Linked DNA regions of Danio rerio: region 2 is linked to region 1. A link is a contact called in public HiChIP or PLAC-seq data. All regions are on one chromosome and are shown on one strand. The core of a region is the stretch at or near the end of the contact, and the rest is flanking DNA. Distances in the headings are between cores, read along the strand shown.

Region 1 (2,700 bases), core at 90-2,589:
GCTGTCGCTTTCACTATGGCAATAAATGTCATGTAAATTGACACTTAAAGTCATAGTAGTAACTTTTAATGCTGAATAAAGCACTATAATCAGTACCTGAGGCCATCAGTGTCATAGTAGTTTATGCCACAATATCACATAAATGCAAATCATTTCTATAATACAAATTTTGCATGACGTTGCTATTGATAGTTAGGACTCCAATTAATATGTAAACTCCAATTAATGTGTAAAAGATAGCTTATATCGCATCACAGTGTCCCATCGCAGGTGGTTAGGACATGGCATAAGGCTTTTAAAATAAATTTGTATTCAGAACTCGAAATCAAAACATGCTTAGAGCTTAACCTAACTACACAATTGTTTATGCATTTAAAAATGTCACTCTTTTTTTTATTTAGACAGTGTTACAACATCTATAATAATGAAGAAATTCTGATTCTTCACAAAAAATTATAAGAATTATATTTTTAATATATTATTATATTGCTTTGTATCAATCAGTTTTATTACAAACCCACTTTGTCATTGATTCCATTGATTCATCGTCATGACTATTTTCTGCATGACCCACACATGAACCATATTTACATTGAGCTATGCCTTTGTGCGACTCATTTCAAAACCTTGTCTAGTCAGGACAGTACATATACAGCCAAAGAGCTAAATTTACAGTTCCCACCTACTCCCACCCACTCTCAAAACAACCCAATTTTATCAATGGAAGGAGTCGCCTTATTGGATGTGGAAACCACCCATGCATCTGTTGACCATATTAGGATTATATTGTCAGAGCATTTCTCCTTTCATGTACCAATCACGACTGATTTAAGACCACTGACGTGAACCCCATTTGCAAAAAGTAACTATAGAAAAAGCACTTACATATATGTCCAAGAGCTTCACTGTCATCTTGTTTGTAAACTTGTTGAGCTTCAGACTTCGGTGAAGACGCTGGCTGCAGTTTTCGTTCTTGCATGACATTGTTGGTTGCACTAACTGAACGGCAATCAAGATTATGATAGCGAAGTATGCTCCTGTAATAAAAAAAACATTCAGAAATTAGCTAAGCTCAAGTTAAAAAGTATTCATATTTTAAAGCGCAGCCATTCATGCCTTTAGTTTCGAATTCACTAAAATCCTTTAATGCACATATAATCAACACAAGTAAATCAATGTGCATATGTGTTTTGAGTTATTGATCAAATGAATTAATATCAACAGTCTATCCATGTTTGACAATAGTTGAGCATGACTATGAGCGTATTGTTGAGTGTGCAGTGTGGCGGTAATACTTACTGAATTTGACTTGCAATCTCTGAGACAGGCAGAGCATGTTCCTGACATGACAGTTCATTCTCCGTTCACAGACAACGTTTCAAACTGGTCATGATCACAACTCTGAAAAAGTTTTTAAAGACTGAAACCACACATTTGTCATTGGAAGGAAATGACGCGGCCGGCTTTCTGAGGCAACAAGAGTTCCCAGAATATTTTTTTTTCTTTTTGCGTCTTCATTATCACATGTACTATGTGTAATGTTCCCTCCTCCTTTTGTTGCCGCCCAGGTTTGTGTGAATGCTTGACTATGGGTGGGTTGAGCAATGGTGTCTCTTTGTAGCTAATTGCCGTCTGATATCAAAATACAATTGATTTGATCATTTCTAAAATCTAAATATCTAAAATGAAGAATTTTGGTGAATTTTTGGTGTTTTATTTAACACCATTAGTATTAGCAAGATGTTCAAGTATACATTTTGTTTATCATCATTCGTTAACATTGCCCTGAATTTCACAATGCCACACAAAGCTATTCAAATTAAAAAGGATCTATCATCCACCACAGCACTCTTTCCACCCTTACTCTGAACTTTATGCCCATTGGTTCATCAGGAAGTGGTCTTGCACCGTCATAAGGAAGGTAGTTTCTCAATTCTAGATTTTCAGCAACTTTTTAATCTTTTGACGCAAAAAAAAAAGACACAACATTGGGAATTTCAGTCACCTATCGGACAAGGAAGGAAAATGACAGATCTTGCTGTGCTCTTGTCCAGCTTCTGTGTGATGTCATTGCATGTTGCATGCAGGATGACTTAAGTGGACAAAAACTGAGCTAAGCTTTATTTTGACCCTTTATGACTGCAAGGGAAACCCCAGAGCCGAAAGCTTGCGCTTAGCACATATTTACCATAGTGTACCAAAGAAAGGCTGATCTCACAGCCACATTTGTAAAAATACATCCGTAGGCTTAGACAAATAAATGTACTTTCTTGGGTAAGGCGTTTGTCTTTTCATGCACAAGCGTGACACTGATGTGGTAAGCTGTGCCACAGGGGAAATCGGTGTCTTCTCAGCAAAACACAGGTAATAGTAGCTCAGTACCTGGTACTTTCCACGATCCTTACCAAAAATGTGCACTATTAGAGTGAAGAAAAAATGAGCATATACTAGTAGTATACCATTTGCTCTTTTATGCAGAGTGTGGTCAATTTCCCTGTATTTTATTTTATTTATTGCTGTTTTAACATCCAGGGTTGAGGATGTGGATGTGACAGCCAAGCCTTGAAAACGGTACCCAAGACACCTCTATCTGATCTTTATCGACTTCAGCCAACTCTTTGGAAGTGTGTCTGCGCTAAATCAGCAGCATTTACGCAGACAGGACTGGGTTTTATATTTGGGTCAGGAAGATCAAAGATA
Region 2 (2,700 bases), core at 35-2,534, 240 kb after region 1:
CATTTCTTAAATGAATATCCTATAAACCACAGTATACAACAGTATCAGAATGGCAGAGAGAGTATTTGATCTTTTGTCATTGGAATATATTACCCACAAACTAAGGAGAAAATGTATACCATTTATCAGATCTTCTCTGTAAGTATGTAGCTCCCAGGACATCAGGTACTATTTTGCAAAACCTTTGTAGATGAGCATTAAGCCTTGCTAATTAGTCTATGCTTGTATTATTAATACTTTGTGTATTTTTTTTGTCTTCTTTTTGAGGTGCAGTTTATGCTGTGATGATGATAATGTGATGCTGAGCACTTGTGATCTCTAGTCAGTGTCTGTTGTTTTGTTTTGTTAAAGCAAAAAAGAGAGAGAAAAAAAATAGCAGTTAAATTTTTAGTACAACATAACAACTTGTGTTTAGCATATCATCAAGCAGGACTTTTTAGACGTATCAAGAGTCCTAAAACTGAATATATTGCATTGATATTGCTTGGTGGCATATAACAAGATACTGATGCAACGTTAGTAACGTACTTGTTGTAGAGCCTGAATATTACTGTAAACGTATGATTGTGCCTCAAAGAGAAAAAGGTGAGATCTCCACGACGGATTGGCTGACATGTTAACACAGCACTCTGCAGTTTACACAGAAAACATTGAGCTGAAATGAATATCTCTGCCTTTCAAACACACTTACCAAAAATCAGCTAGCATGCAGGCCAGACTTTTTCAAAAATCTATCTTATCAAGTTAATCTCAAAAACAGGCTCAGCCGCCATTCAATACAAGCATATCTTACAAACCCAACGTCATTCGCGAATACACAATAAAATAAAGCAGTGCAGAAGCACTCACCATTTCCAGTAGAATCAGTACGAGGAGAGCGCTAGCTAGCCGCGCTAGCTAACAGGTGTCAACTCAAATCGATATCGCTCTACAAAGGAGAAACTTTCGTTTTCACAGTCGAGTCATAATCTGAATTAGTCGGGTGACAATTAAAACATTAATCATGAACAAAAATGAGCAAATCTCCCCGTCAGCTGCCATTAATTAAACATCTAGAGTCCCACTCTAGCATTATTATGTACAGTATGAATCTAACGGAAACGCTTTGACTCAGAAAATGTAATCGATCTATAATCGTTCACGGTTTACGACTGTATTATTTAACAATTTAATATCATACGTGAATTTAAAGCAAGTTCATTGCTGTTTTTTCTGTATTTTTTTTTCTCTGGAGTTAGCTGGCTAGGCTAAAAGGGAGCCTCCGTTAGCAATGAGGAATTACAGCGACAGGAAGTTGAGGGAAGAGCAATTTGACACGAGCGGGCGGAAGTCAGGGGGAGTGTCCACCCCCTGTCACTTTTCAAAACATGGCAATGATGGAGTTTAAGGTTCACAAATACTGTATGCAAAACTACCTAGCCTTTACGCATGTAACTTACATGCTTATAGATGCTTTAACATACTATTAGTTAAAAGTCAAGTAGATGTTGTTTATGTGGCGCGGCTCGTTTGATGGCCACCAGAGGGCGTATTATGTCAGCAAACTGAGCAGTTCGGTCATAAAAGACTGCTGGTCTGGGTGGCTAAAGGTTTGTCTTTTATATTTTTAGTAAAGCTTTTTATAATAACTAATCCATATAATAGTAACTAGTATGTCATATTGTTTAATTAATTATAACCTAAGATATAGCAATTAAATAAATCTGAATAAGTACGAGGTTATGTGCTAACAAATGCATGACTGCAAAAATAAAAATTAAATAAATAATAAAAATATGATAACATTTTAATAAAAAATGAAATTGATAACAATAAAACTGGCTCACTTGTTAGTGCTGTCACTTCATAGCAAGAAGTTCCGCTGGTTTGAGTCACGACTAGGCCAGTTGGCATTTCTGTGTGGAGTTTGCATCTTCTCCCCATGTTCACTTGGGTTTCCTCCGGGTGCTTCAGTTTCCCCCACAGTCCAAGCACATCAAGTCCAATCCGCTGTAGTGTATGTGTGTGAATGAGAGTGTATGGGTGTTTCCCAGAGATGTGTTGCAGCTTAAAGGGCATCCGCTGCGTAAAACATATCCTGGATAAGTTGACGGTTCATTCCGCTTTCGCGGCCCCAGATTAATAAAGGGACTAAGCCGAAAAGAAAATAAATGAGTGAAAACTGTATTTAACAAATATTTTAACATTTTCTGAATAACAACTTTTAGTTTTTTTTCTTTACGGTTTTAAAAAAAAGTAATGGCTAATTGAAAACTGTAAATATTTAGCTGATAATTAATTTTGTTTTTAGTTAAGCTAGTGTCTAAATTTTGAATGGCTAGGACAATGTTTAATGTTTCAAACTGTGTGCAAATTATAAAAAATAAAATTGTGTGTTTAGATTATATCACATACAAACAGTAAAAGTAATAGTTAGTTTGCAACTTGACCATTTAGAACCTGATGATAAATATAGGCAGCTCTGTTCCAGGTCCAGTTTTACTTAGTTACAGTAGGCCTAGGCGGTGGGCAGTATGCAATCAGGATTGCTCTGGGACAACTCTGTTTTTAAAATGGATTAATACTAGGCATGGGATGATACCTGTTTTCAAGGTATACCGCAGTTTGGAAAAGTCAAGGTTTTAAAACTGGCAAAGTTTTCTGTTATACCATTCCTAAGGTATGTGTACGTTGTTTATTCAAGTTTTTGTTTTTTTGTTT

What was found. HiChIP or PLAC-seq counts read pairs in DNA pulled down with a chosen protein or histone mark.
Region 2: an H3K4me3 HiChIP or PLAC-seq map of gastrula embryo shows a contact between it and region 1, with 4 times the contacts expected there. The contact joins the promoter of fbxw2 here to the promoter of m17 in region 1. A contact is called at or near these places in 2 of 4 datasets of contacts at active chromatin or transcription factors (embryo and gastrula embryo).

What each region holds. Positions count from the first base shown.
Region 1 is chr5:32,772,375-32,775,074 of GRCz12tu, forward strand. m17 (IL-6 subfamily cytokine M17) reads right to left here and starts at 1,340. Exons shown (of 3, transcript NM_001079833.1): 1 at 1,300-1,340; 2 at 886-1,037. The coding sequence starts at 1,336.
Region 2 is chr5:33,011,721-33,014,420 of GRCz12tu, forward strand. It overlaps fbxw2 (F-box and WD repeat domain containing 2), which reads right to left and starts at 1,285. Exons shown (of 7, transcript NM_001018165.1): 1 at 850-1,285.